Linked DNA regions of Anser cygnoides: region 2 is linked to region 1. Evidence: chromatin contacts called from public Hi-C data. All regions are on one chromosome and are shown on one strand. Each heading gives the region's core, a stretch centred on a gene start, on an enhancer-like site or on the middle of the called end of the contact. The rest is flanking DNA. Distances are from core to core; before and after follow the strand shown.

Evidence for each region. Hi-C and Micro-C count contacts between places; a contact is called where the count stands out from the background.
Region 2: a contact with region 1 is called in a Hi-C map of liver, with 2.8 times the contacts expected there. The contact joins the promoter of STON2 here to the promoter of CEP128 in region 1. A contact is called at or near these places in 2 of 7 Hi-C or Micro-C datasets (granulosa cells and liver).

What each region holds. Positions count from the first base shown.
Region 1 is chr5:45,350,976-45,358,251 of Taihu_goose_T2T_genome, reverse strand. It overlaps CEP128 (centrosomal protein 128), which reads left to right and starts at 2,703. Exons shown (of 23, transcript XM_048059734.2): 1 at 2,703-3,207. The coding sequence starts at 3,085.
Region 2 is chr5:45,553,375-45,560,650 of Taihu_goose_T2T_genome, reverse strand. STON2 (stonin 2) reads left to right here and starts at 2,964. Exons shown (of 7, transcript XM_066998168.1): 1 at 2,964-3,117.

The DNA of each region.
Region 1 (7,276 bases), core at 1,454-3,953:
AACTGCAGATTGCAATCGTTTTCCTGGTGCTTACCTTCCACCCCCCCCAGTACCTATTATGTTAACCATGGCAAAAGTTGGTAAGTATATTTTTCCACTGTTACAGACACTCCCTCTAGTGACAGCCATGGTCACTCATCGTGTACTTATCCCAAGCACTGTAAGGCTCAGAATTCCTTTTGTTTTTGGAGGTAATTTAAAAAAAAATAACATTACTCTTTGCTGCCAGATCTGATATAGTATCTTGGGTATCTTTGCACTGATTATATGTTTAACATGCAAATCAGATAAACCACAACAGGTTCTTCCAAACAAGCAATTAGTTCTAATTGCTGTTCTACATAAATTCCCCAAGGGATTACAAGATGTCAACAGTTAAATCTTGTAATATCTGTGTGAGGAAGTGTTCAAACTGAGGATCATTCAGTAAAGAGTGAAATAAAGACTTGGGATTTTTTTTTTTTTTTTAATCAACAAATTTAGCCATTCTAGACATTTCTAAGGTATGCTAGATACTACCTTTTTCTATTTCGATATTTGGAATAATTTCTGTCAAAAAAAATACATTAGAGATGCTGCTTTGATGTAGCATTAGTCATCAGTCCAACTGTTTGACTAGCTACATGAAGGAGTGTTTTCTGGGTTCTTGAAGATTCTCATCGTATAACCAATTTATCTCCAACTTCAAGAACACACAGTAATAGAATTTTGTCATTATGGGACTTAAGGAACTCTTGTGCTTCTCCTTTTGCTTTATTTCACACACACGCACACACACAAAAAAGCCATGAAAAAGCTGTAAAAAAAAAACTACTCAGTTGACTGAAGACTAAATACTCCTTTACCCTCCCTTCAGATAGTGATACAGATTGATAAGATTCCCCTTGAGACTTCTGTTCTGGAGTTACCTCTGGAGCTGAATACTCCTAGTTGTCTCAGCCTGTCAGTAGGTCCCCCAGCACATCCCATTTGGGCCAAGGACTTACATCTGTCAAGTATGCTTTATCTGATCTTTTTCCACCAAAGATAAGTCTTCCTTTCTCCAGACTTCCTCCTGGTTTTCTTGCTCCAGATTTTCCCCCTGGTTTCTGAGGCCTTGGATTCCCAATGGCTAGTCTTGGTTTGTAATAATCTTCCCTTTTATTAAAAATGGATGCTCATTCTTAAGTTTCTGAGTCAAGGGGTACAACAACATTAAACAAGCAGCACTAGCCTTAAGGAGAAAAAGAAAATGCTGGCCTCTCTAAAAGCAACACTGTCAAGTGACTCTTGCAACTCAGTGCTTTAGATAACAGAGTGCTGGGATTTATATTTTTGATTTCATATAACATGAAAGTGTTCTGCACTTGAAAAGTTAAACTTCTTTAGAAACATGCCTGGTACAGTAGCTTAATAATGTAGTTAAATCATTGATTTCTCACACATACCCTAAATTGAAGAGAAATTCTGTGGCAATCCTATGCACTTAGATTTAATATCTTTATTACAAAAGTAAACAAATAATTCATCATTTTATTTGTCTCCTCTATAGATATCTTAAAATTAGTTCCTGGCTCCAGCCACATCCAGGGCACACTCCTTACCACTTCAACCACTCTGTGATTGCCTGAGAGACTACTGAGTCAGGAAAATAAATATGCATATGGATGACTTCTGGGAGACTATGGAGGAGCAAGCCCACTGCCAGGTACAAAGGTGGGAGGAGAGGAAAGCTTTCAGAGAGCTTGGGAAGTTTTAGGGCATGTTCCCCAGAGACCTCCATATGCAGCCTCATGAGATGAGATGAGGTGAGATGAGATGAGTTGAGATGAGATGAGTTGAGATGAGATGAGATGAGATGAGACGAGACGAGACGAGACGAGACGAGACGAGACGAGACGAGACGAGATGAGATGAGATGAGAAGCAGAAGCTCTGACTCTTGCCCTGTATTTAGGTCTGCCAGCACAACTTGACCACGCTGCAGGTTGCTGAGCAAAGGCCTTGGCAATGGTCACGTGCTGAAAGCCAGGGATGACATTTCTTCACTAATTATTCACTAATGCTTCAGCTCACAGTGAAATGAGTTATACCATCCCATTTCTGTTTTATATTCCAGAGTAACTCACCTGCCTTCATCTCAGGTATCAAAGTTACAGCAGCAGGGGCCAGCAGCAATTGTCAGGGCTGTTGGTGGATGCTGCCAGCGTGTGGGGCCTGTCTCACTCCTCAAGTGTGCTGTAATTGTATAGCATGCAGTCCTGCCTGCTGCATTAGAGGCTTGTGGGGGAGTCAACAAACAGTCCTGCAGGTCAGGAATGAAGCTAGCCGGTATGGATATCAGCCACACTTTATGACTGTGCTTAGAGGCCTGGGATAGCTCACTGGAGTGGATTCCAAAGGCAGCACGGACACACGTTGGTTTAAAATCAGATTGCAGGTACCTTGGGCTTGAGTGCTTGCTTATAGGTGACTTGCAGACAAATTTCAAGACTTTAGGACTGTTGCAAGCTCCATCCAAGTTTCAGAGCCACAGTCAATGTTTCCTGTGATCATTCAAAGCACTTTTTCTCTCTTTAAAGATTTTTAGCACAGTAATTTGTAGCATTTTGCTCCTTTTTACTGCACACACGGGTAGTAGATACAACATTTATGACCAGGGAGATGTCTGGCTTAAAGAAGCAAGTCAGAAAAAGCTGTGGGAGAGGGACAGAGGTATCATCCTTGTCACAAACGTGTGCTGTTTGAGGTGGATCAGCCAGGCGTCAGTCTCCTCACGCCCGTGGCGTGTGGCACGTACACCCGCTTTGACAGGGCAACAGTTTTTGTTTCGGCTCTTCTTGTTTATTTAACTATCATGTTTGGCAAACGTCAATGTTTGTAAACGTTAACGTGCATTTTGTAAAAGCTTTTACAAGCTTTTATAAACACCACTCCGTGCCCGCGAAGGGGCCCAGTCCAACCTCCCCGACCTCTGAAGTGCCAACGGCCGGCGGGCAGGGCGGGGCCGGCCTTCAGTCACCACCCCTGCGCCGCCCGCCGCTCGGCTCGGCCGGCCGCGCCGCAAAGTCTCTTGGGAGCTGAAGTCCTCCGCTATGCCTCCCCCATGGCCGACAGGCGGCTGGAGGACTACACGTCCCATGGAGCCTTGCGGGAGAGCCCGGGCTCCCGGAAGACGGCCGCGGCCGCCGGTGGCAAGGCGGCTAGTTCAAGTTGCCATAGCGGCGAGGTAAGGGGAGGGGAGGGGGGTGCTGCGGGGCGGGGGCCGCGTGCCTGGGGAGGGGGCGGCTGCGCGGCGGAGAGGGCGGGGGGGCTGCGCCGGGTGGGGGGGGATAAAGGGAAAGGGAGGGAGGCTGTGGGGGTCCCTCGGGGCTGGGGTGGGCTGTAGGGTTAGGGTTAGGTGGGCGCACGGCGGGGGGAGGCTGGCACGGCGCGTTACCTGGGCGAGTGGTGTGGAGGGGTCGCCCTCCGTGCCCGGGTGTGGGTCGGGCAGGGGCCGTGCCTGGAGGGTAGGATGCAGCGGTGGTCCCTGCAAGCACGGCGGGGGGGATGTGGCCGTCTTGCGTGACCTGCCTGTCGCCTGCAAGCTGCTCGCGGCTCGAGCAGAAGCGCTGAAGGGAAGGGACTGTCCTGTTGTCCCTTTCTGCTGTGGCCATAAAGGTTTTTGTGTCAAGCTCAGCCTTAGCTGTAAGGCTCCAAACGCGGCTTTAGCCACAGTTACCTAGCGATGGATTAGCGTATGTGGAGATAAACAAATAAAACCCCTTGAGAAGTAATGAGGTTGTGTGTACCGAGTTCATCTTTTGCTCGCTTGAGCTGGAGCGGTTGCTGTGGAGACTGTCAGCTGCCTTCGTGCTTGCTCTTATCAGGAAAGTCCCCACAAAACTGAAACGCCGGTGTTCCAACAGGATTTGATGTTTTCCTTAGTGCGAGAGATGTCTAGGTAGACTAAAAATAACAATAAAAAACAAGAAAGCAACCAATAATTCTCACTGTCAGGTAGGCTGTATGGTTGTGTGCTGAAATCAGTTTAGGTGTTTAGAAAGAGTGATAATACTTTCTTTTTGGTTTAAGTTAATACAGCAAAAATCCATGCAGAATATTTGTACAGATTTCTTCTTCTGTATGGTTTTATTCTTTATCGAAAATGAAACTTCTGCAGTTCCTTTTAAAATGAGGATGTTGCTTTTTTTGAAGTGAGACTTCTCCAACTTAAAAGTTGCCTACAGTTCCTCTTAGGTTGCTCGCAGGAACAAAGAGGAATGCTGCTTAACCGTAAATGGAAAGTTTTCTGCAAGTGTCCTTGTGTATAGCATTTCTTCTGTTTCCTTCACTCACTAGCCTTTCTTCGGTACTTTGACCAGTACCTTAATGAGCTATTTTTGGTCAGCTGAAAACAAACATTGATCTCTTCTGCTGTAAATCTTCATTTTCCTTTTCTTTTTTTTCCTACAGTGTCATAGCTTTTCTGTGCATCTCTTATGATTGAGATACTTCTCAGAATTATGTTTTGAGCATATCAGTCAACTATTGTTTTTCATTGTCTTTTTATCAGTGCCTATCTCTCCTCTGACATGAGTTGCCATATTCATCTCCATAGAGGTACATGTAGCGTTGTGTTCAGAGACTCAGTTGCTTTTGAGTTTGGGAAATTTTTAAGAATGTAGTTCCCATCAGCTGATTTGCAATAACTAGCCTTTGGGATTCTGCTGGCTTACACCATTTCATCTTGAAATGAGTTAAAACACTTCTGACTACTTCAGTGTTCTGACATTTCTCTTTCTACTCAGGTATCCTTAAAAAACACTGTTTTGCTAATGCAAAACAGATAATGTTGTAAATGATGTTATTTTGGGGCTCGTGGATCTAGAAATAAATGTGACATGGTGGAAATAAGAGTTAAGCCTAATCTTAGAACTGTTCAACTCAGACAAGCTGTATGAGTTGCGTAATGTAAGATTGCTTTTCTAGGTCTCATGGGGTACTGCTGTGCAATGTTCTACATACAGAGTAGATCCAACATATGCTTTTCTGCACAGTTTGGGAGGAAAAGAGAATTTGCTTCCCGTGAAACTATTATTGCAATTTTGAAGAATCTAATTTGCCAAAACAACATTTATTATGACTGTGTACTTGAGAAAAAATATGGCAGGCACAGACCATCAACCATTGGTGTGATCATTAAAATTAAATGTGTTTCAACTGTGTGATGGGTTAGGCAAAATATGCTGGTACATAGGTACATGAACAGGTGAAGGCTGGATTCCTGTGGATTAATGTCTCGGGGTTGAATTCCTGATCCGTGATGGGGCTGATCTCGTGCTTCGTTGTTAATGTGGCCTCTAATTACATCTTTCCTTTGCTTGGTGTCTTAAAAATATCTTCCAAAAATGCTTTGAAACTGAAATCCTTTGTTAAGCTTTGAGGAAGCTGTTTGTTGAAGCCATTGTTTATTGGGTTTTGAGTGATTGTGCTGCTTCTTGTGCATGGTGGATGAGAACAGGAAGAGATGTTTTAGCCCAGAGAACTGACAGTGCAGTTATAGGAGAACTTAAAAATTCCTCTAGAACAGGTGATGCCAGATTTGTTTGAGAGAAGTCTCATTTCATGCTTATCAGTGATACTTGTGGTTTGTGCCCTAGAATGGGGATCTCACTGATATCCACGTGAAGTTCCGGTAAAGACTGACAAGGAAAATAAAGCTTGATATAGTGATTAGCAAGTCATGGTAAAAATGAAAATGATTACCTGTTGTTTTTGCTACCAGTGGTTTGTTTCTTTTCTTTTTCTCTTTCAAAATACTCCATGTTACTGTTTTGCCAGTATGCAATGTTTGTGCTTCCTCAGCCACATTTAGGCTTCATCTCAGCTGATTAGAGTGAGAGGTTCTGGAGCAGTGAATGCTGATATGGGCAGGCAGAATGGGCTTTAGTGAGATAAGGGCAGGGAAGATGTGATAAATTCATCACTTCAGAAAACAGCTGTAAGGAATATTGGTGTACTTGAGCACAAACTGATTATGTTGATTTACTCTTCTTTCATGTTCAAACGGTTTTTATACAAGCTTGGCAGACAGGAATTTGTCGTAAAAATGCAACATATGACTCTGAAAAAACATTGAGCAGCATGTATATGAAATATAGCATAAGAATTGAATCTAGTCCATGGTTCCACTGGGAAACTTCTGCGTTAATGGTTAGAAGAATGATACCTTTACTGTGGTTTTTTTTGGTCTGCTACAGGACCAAAAGGAATTCAAAAGTTTGCTGGCCTATTTCCTTTTCCCCAAAGTAGATTCAGGCTCTCTCCAAACATACGTGGTCAACACAAATCGTATTGATGGTGATCCTGTGACCTCTAGGCAAACTGCTGCAGTGTGTAATAGTTTAAGAAAAAAGTTCCATCTAACTTCAAGTGGATTTTCTTTCCTTTCCCTTCTTTTAATGACACTGCATTGCCTCCTTCCATAGTATTTCCAGTTCTCCTCAAGTCCTTAAAGAGATTGGTTCTTAGAGTTGCTTCACACAATTGGTTATTAGGAGTTACTGTTCTAGTTGAGCCCAGCCAGTCTGAATATAGCTTAGAAATTAGTGTGAGGGAAAGAGGAATGCTTCTGCTAGAATAAATATATAATAGCTCAGTTGGAAGGGATCTTCAAAGATCGAGTCCAACTGCCTGGCCTCTTGAGGGCTTCGTCATCAAATGTTCTGCTCTTCTGATGTCTTCATTGTATGTTTTTCAGGGAGAATTTGTTTTGGGCTATGGTGTTAGCCTGGATACTGAACACCTGGCTGTGATGAGGGTGCATCTACTAGTTTAATTCTGTCCTAATGGGCTCTGCTTCTTGCGTCTTGGCTACTGCTTCATGGTGTGAACAAGCATAATAACTGAGGAACAGTTGGTAGATCAGCTCCAGAAGTACATCCTGCTTCAAAAGTACATCCTGTTAATGAATGGAAAACACCTCTCCTGTGAAGAAAGGCTGAGAGAGCGGGGGCTGTTCAGCCTGGAAAAGACTCAGGGGTGACCTTATGGCAGCTTTTCAATACTTAAAGGGGGCTTATAAAAAAGATGAACAGTGACTTTTTGCTTAGGCAGATAATAACAGGACAAGGGGAATGGCTTTAAAGTCGAAGAGGGGAGATTTAGATTAGATGTTAGGAAGAAATTCTTCACTCAGAGAGTGGTGAGGCGTGGGAACACATTGTCCAGAGAAGTTGTGGATGCCCGATCCCTGGAGGTGTTCAAGGCCAGGTTGGATGAGGCCCTGGGCAACCTGAGCTAGTGGGTGGCATCCC
Region 2 (7,276 bases), core at 1,715-4,214, 200 kb before region 1:
AGCATCATAAAATACTGCTCTCATATTTACTCCTCCTTTGGCTCAAAACTGAAAAAGTTCTGTGGTAAATACTGAAAATGAGCAGTTGGGGGAAAATAAATCACTTTGCAAGCTATAAATAAGCTTCCTTTGTAACATTTCAAATTTAGGATCTCATTAGTTCTTTAAGAGCTCTCTGTGAAAGGTACTAGGACAAAAGGTAGACTGTCATTTAAAAATACTATTCCTTATTTAAGCACAATAAAACATAAATTTATATTGTCTCCTCAGGATTTCTAGATGCGAAATCATAAAGATTTTCCTGCAGCTACAGGGAAGGAAGCTTTCAAATTACATAAATGTACATGTTTGCGAAGTCTATAACTCCTCCTGTGCTTGTCACTTTTATTATAAGCACTTAACGCTTGCAGAATCCTACAATGAACGCAGTACTTGTAGTACTACTGTCCTACAAGCTTTTCATTTGCTCATGTCACAGAGTGTTCTCTGTGGCTACTGATCACTTTGGTTTGCTGTTATATGGCAAAACAAGGGTGCCTGGACACCTGAGCAATTTCTTTCCATGTGGAAAATGCCCAGTCTATGCATGGGAAATGAAGGCGATAGTCTATCAGCTTTAAACTAATCTTGCCAAAACTGGGGCAACACAAATATCCAGGCCGTGTTCATCTCTCAGATCTTTCAAGCTTGCCTTTGTCAACTGAAGCCAAGACTTCTTGTGCATCCATGTGTGTGTAAGGTAAGGAGGCTAAACAAGCAATCTTTTGGCATACCCGTATATTTTATCTTGCTGCTCTGTGTATGGAGTCAATATCAACCTACGGGCTGAGGCGCATACATGAATATGCCTGTGAAGTTGGACTCTTTGTGACACAGTAGTAACAGGTATGTGGAGCATGAATTTACTTAGTCATGGAAACAGGTCCACGTGGGTTTAAAAAAAAAAAATCTGGATGTGCTTCAGTACACTGCTGAATTGGGCCTCTGTGGGGGTGTCACTAAGGGTTGCATCACTCTCCAGAGATCGCGCTGGCATTTCCTCACTTCATTCAATACAATGAAATATATCTCACTTTATGAACTGATGTAATTCAATTAAATCTGCATTGAAATTTGCTTGGGAATCATTGTTTTGCATTGGACTGAATTGGAATAAAATAGGGTAGTTAAGAGTTTTCCAAAGTGTAATGGATTATTAAGTATCCTCTTCATAATGAAATATTAATATTTAAATTTAAAATTGTCTGCCAAGTTGAAAGAACAAAAAATCAGGTGATGTGTATATTTAAAACAAATGGGATTAGGGGTGATTCTAGTCTTTACGTGCTTGATATCTATGTTGCTGGAGGGAAGAAATGTGGTTCAAGGCTTTACCAAACCTGGACAGTACTGGCAGACATGGAGTCCCTTGGACTCTGTTATTAGTCAGGATCTCTCCCACATCAGTGGAGCAGAGGTCAGTGACATTGTTCTAGCTCTTGGGTTTATTAAAGATGAGAAATGTAGAGGGGAGCTGCTAATCCATAGTACTTCTGTTTCATAAATGACTTATGAGGAGAGACAGAGACAGCAGCTGTACCTGGGCAGAGCCATCCTCTGTCCTTGCTGTAAAGTAGTCAGTCACTATATTTACATGTGTGAATGACTACAGCTGCTATCCGAAGTCCACCTTTCTTTTCCTATCCACCTTTCTTGATTATCTTTGGGAAACAAACACTTCATGCTGCTGGGTAGGACTGTGCAGGGTCTGCAGCCACGGTTCGAAAGTGTCCAAGCTGTGTGTTTTCCCCTGCCCAGCTCAAGCTGGCACTCCTGTCAGCCCGCTAGCCAGATCGTGTCCCGCACCTGCCCCATGGCGAGGCCCTTGCTTTGGGTGGTGGGGTGTAACGCACACCTTCAGGCCTTGCTGAAAGCCCTTTCAAGACAAATGCAAGATAGGGCAAACCAGATATGCTCAACAGCCAAGCATGCTGTGGTCACCCTAATGGCGTGAGCCTGTTGGTCTTGTCATCTGAGCATTTCCCAGTGTTCTACAGGAGTGCTTCACTGCCTTCCTCCCTAGGTGATCTCTTGTAAAACTTGTGTGATTTGTGTTTTCAGTCGCTCTCTGATGTTAATTACTGCTGTTAAACACTGCCATCATGCAGCTGTTAAGGTTATTAACATTTATCAGCTTGCATGCTTCAGTTTTCTAGGAAGCTCTCTGATGCTACCTCCTCAGCTCCCAGAAGTAATTGCCTAAACCTGCTAAGGGCTGGGTTCAGCTGCATCCCTGCTGGGGGGTGGGTGGTACCCCGGTCCTTTTCCTTAACTTGCCTTTCTTTAACAGTCTTGAAGTAAGTAGATTAAAAATGAAAGCCTCCATACAGCCTTTTGCATATGCACATTGGAATCTGGAATCTTTAAAGACAGAAATAAAGTGAATACTTTAGATTTGTATCATTAGGCCTGTAGTACTACACCTCAACACTTAAAAAAAAAAAATCTGTTTCATAGGCATTGCAATTTTATTAATCCTGACAAATGCAGGAGCTGGGGATGACAGCTGAGCTGTGAAATCTACCCATCTAATGCTATAAGCCTTGAGGCACCTATTACTCTGTAGAAATTGGTATAAAAAATCGTGGCTAGGGCCGGTTGTAAACAAGTGCTGACATATTCAAGCATTCCTGTTGAACGCCCCGAAACAGACCGCTTTTATATTCTTATTATATATTCCTAAAGTGCTGTTCCCTCTGTATTATTTACGTTCACAGGGGCGTTAGGGGGGGGCTGCCCTCGGGCGGGAGCCTTCGCTGCCGGTGGCTGGGGACACGGAGCCGAGCCCCGCCGCCGTCCCGTCCCCTGACGCCGCCCGGTCCCCCGCGGCCGGGCCCCTCAGCGCCCTCCCGCCGCCCCGGGGGCGGGCCGGGCCCTCACCGCCCAATGCGGCGCCACCGCCCCCTCCCCGCGCCGCCGGGGAGCGCCCAATGGCGGCGGCCCCGCGCTGCCGACGCCGGGCCCGGGGCGGGCCGGGGGCCGCCGCCGCCGCTTGCGCCGGCCGAGCCGAGCGGAGCCCGGCGGAGCCCAGCCCGGCCTCACGGCGGCGGCGTGTCCCCGGAGAGCGGCCCCGCGCAGGTAGGGGGAGGCCGGGGGGGGGGGGGGGCGCGGGCCCGCTCCGCCCTCACCGCGGGGCGAGCGCCGGGCTCCCGGCTGTCAGCCCCTGCCCCGGGGCTGCGGGGGGCGGGCGGGCAGCCCCCGGCCCTCCAGGGCAGCGGCGGGGTCCCGCCGTGCTCAGCCGGGCTGCCCTCCGACCGGCGTCCTCATGGCGGGGTGCTGCGATGGAAAGCAGCGCTGCCGCTCCTCTCCTGCGGGCTGCCTCCGGTACCCTGTGTGAACGGCAGGGTGGGGAGGCACGGGCAGCAGGTTTCCGCGCGGTGCCGTTTCGTGCTGAAATGCAGCCCCTGCGCTCCTCGCTTCCCTGAGCGAAATGCCCCTTCTGCTCGCTGCCCCCGCTGCGCTCCCTTGGTTTCTGTTAATAATTTCGTTGACTGCTTTGCTGTCATCAGGCTCAGCTTTTGTCCCGTGGTACGATCTTTTTGCGTGTGTGACCGTAGCTTTTCAAAGAGAAGCAAATGAAGAAATAACGCCGGGCAGCTTGACGAGGTCAGGTGATGCTTCACAGCTCGCTTCTTCCAGGGCTTGCTTGGGCTTTCTGATGGCAGTTATCCTTAGAATAAGTTCACGGTACTGGTTTGAGGGCATCTTTAGTTTTTTCAAGGAAAAATTTGGCGAACATCAGCATTTCTGTACCCGTGAATCATCTGTGAATCATTCTTGTCTTCTGCAAAATTGTGTTTTGTAAACTTACTAGTTTGGGCAAGTAAATTGCAAACCATGGGATGCTTGCAAAATGCTTACATGCACCAACTGTTGTGTGTGACTCTGGTTTCTTTTTTTTTTTCTTTCTCTGCCTAGCTGAGTGAAATTTACCTTGTGTAATATGCACATGAGCTCTGGACTTTGCCTTAATATTTTCCAGTTAAACAAATTTGTTAGTGGATCAGGTTTGTGTTACCACCAATAAGACCAGTTACCCCCTTCTGCAGTGGGTTCTATTATGTGGGATTATGCAATCCACGTTATTTTCTTAAACACTTAGCTTCCAAATAGCTAGCTTATCTCTTCTCTAAAAGTTTCAGGCTTGATTATAACCTAAAGTGGTATTTGTTATGAATTACATTTGATCTGTGATAATCATGACTTTGTCAGCTAGCAATCTTTGTGGTTTTCTGTAAAACGTTAGTTATTTCGTGATAACTCCTCTGGAGATCTCCAGTACAAAGCAAATCAAAGAGCTAATGCATCATTTTGCCTACATATAGGAACGCAGCTGGCAAATGTAATGATCGCTGCTCTTCTTATGCTTGCAGCTTTTAAGTTAGTTCTAAAATATGAAAGCCATCAAGAACATGACCTTTAAACTTTCCGAGAAGAGAAATGGCAAATTTCTTTTCTCTCCCACATTGCACCGTGTCTCAGTTCACACTAGCTGCAGCCTCTTATGGTTCACACCCTTAGTTATCATTAGGAACTTGCCAGCACATCTTGGTCTTTAACTGCAGATTTCTCCTTCGTGTGAGTTCCTTGGATCCCTAATTGTATCGGTGGCATAATTACTGTTCTGTTGTGCGGCTGGTTTAGGTAAAAGTCCAAGGGATGTGATGTGCAAAAGTGACAGCTGCATCTCAGTAGTGCCCAGTTTTCACTCTGGAGCCCTTGTTTGTGCTACCTTGCCAGCTACCCTGTTAAGAAGTAGCAGCTGGTACGGTTCCCTGGTTGAGAAACCCAGACTGTGTGTGGGTTAAAACCATATTGTGAGTGGGCTAAACACATCGTGTTTAGAGTCCTTAATTTTCAGCTATCTCAAGTCTGGCATCAGCAAACGAGGCTGAGAAATAGTATCGATGTATGTTAGAAATCTCACAAGCTGTTCTGCTCTACCAGGCTTCTGTTGCCCCTCTTGCAGAAGCGATGACTTTTCCAGTCAGCAAGGGGTTGCCGAGGTGGCATTCGCTAAAGGACCACAGCTCGTAGATTCCCTGGCTCTGGAGCTCTGCTCCTGCTTCCTCTTGCAGCCTTTAACCCGTGTATTGCGCTGAGGCTTTGTGCAAAGCAGGCATCACGGTCTCCGCCAGAAGACGACGAACAGAGTAAATGAATTTTAAACTGTTGAAAAGCCCTATGCCTAAAGGCAGGCTGTGAAAGTAAAGCCTTCAGCATCACTCTGAAGCTTTTCAACAATGTTAGCTTTCTCTTTGAAAATGGAAAAGCTTAAATAAAAAGAGAAGAAGAAAGCATCATCATCAAAGAAGGTATCCACACCTATAAAGATTCACGTGGTGGCAGCAATCTTCTAACCCAATCTTGCCAAGTTGAAGAGCTGGGTATGTCTGAGCCAACTGCTTAGGATTGCTCTGCTGTCAGCTAGGAAAGGAGAGCCTTTAGAAGGAGCTTCTCAGGGATTTTTTTCTGAAATGCTAGTTGTATTATTTTAAACAAAGAAATCCATAAGGTACTCAATGGCAAAACCAGATGTATTTTGTCCTCTGATTTCTTAATATGTTTTCTTGGTTGCATAACCATGCTGGATAGTATCTTAAAGGACAGCGAGTTCTGCTAATGGATGTAATAACTTTACAGCCATTTAACCTCAAGAAAGGAATGTATGTCTTTGTATGCAGTGGGTACAAGCACATGTTGTCTTCAGCAGTATGGCTGTAACTGTGACCTGGTGAATTTGAATCCTAGGAAACACAGCTACAAGTGTTACAGCTCATACATCTGGATGTTTGTCAAGAGGGGGATTTAGACTTTGCTCCTCTTAGATGGTGAAAGTTTTGCCAGAATCTCAACCAGGGCCAGAATTTCGTCTGAAGGGAGCAATCTTATCTATAGACACCCAGGTGGGGTTTACAAATCCCTATTTACTTATGCTATCAATTTTCACTGTTCATCTTCTAAATGTACAAATAAAGTGAGCAGAGTGGAAGATCCTATCACTTTCAAAACTTCAGGGTGTAAAATTTCATAGACTGAGATTGGACAGGAAAAAAAAAGAGAAAGTGCCATCCCTTTCTGAAAAACTACGGATGCATCTACATTAATGCATTGGTTACAACAGGAGCACGCTTTCGAAATGAATGTCCCGATAATCCACGCTTAACTGCACTTCACTTTGCATCTCAGAGTACATCAACTGATTTTGCTTTGGCTGAAACGAAGCCAGAAGATGTATTACTCCAGGCGCTCATTTAATGTACTCCAAGTGCTAATGCAAACTCAATCCACAGGATCAGACTGGAGATAATTTGAAGTAAAAGCCTCTAAGAAGTAATGTGAAAGCTGTCCCTTAATGCTAAGTATTTCACCCTACAGCTCTGCTCCTATTGATAAGGTTAATGTAAGCTTTGGATATATCATCTTGAACAGCTTGTTTGCACTTTTTTATTTATTTAACATAATCCTTGATGTATATTTACACAAAAATATGAGGGAAAAACATCAAAGCATAATGGTTTTAAAAAAGTAAGAGATGAAATTAACGTGTGTGTCCCTTGGAAAGCAATACAAACAAATAGTGCTTTATTAATAGAATATACTTTTATAGAAAGTAGGTTACTGAGATGTGTAGGTTTCTTAAAATCAGTTCTATACAGCTGTTGAAAGGGAGCTATAAATTAAAGAGCTTTTGTCCTCACCTGTCCCCAAATCCTTCTTACGTGCTTTTCTGACACTAAGTATTTCCTAAAATGTTGAAAAACATGCTGAAGTTGTGTATTGGTACAACGTTATTTTTGGCTGAGCTTCAGGTGCCCTAATGTAGGCGTGCAAAAGACATGCAAGCCTAAGTTAGTAGCCTTAGGCTTTCTGGAGGGGGATTCATCTTGTTCTAAAATAGATCAGACGAAGGGTACTCTGGGGGTGTCATCTTCCTTGTGTTAACTATAAACAGAGCATCAGATGACTCTTAGATGTCTAACTCTGGGTGTCCGGAGTTGAATGAAATGTGATTCATCTCCGTTTGTTAAGGTAACCAAACTAAATGTCTCAGCACAATCCCTTTGGCTTGAAACTGAGGATAGAATTGACTGGTACGCTTCGAGATCCTATGAGGGTGCTGTAGTCGTCCAAAACGGTTGTCGTATTCAAAGAGCAGCCAGCGGATGCTGGAGCAGAGATTCAAAGCAGAGCTCCTGTGGTCCACGGGCAGCAGACCTGCCTGGTGTGCTGGAGT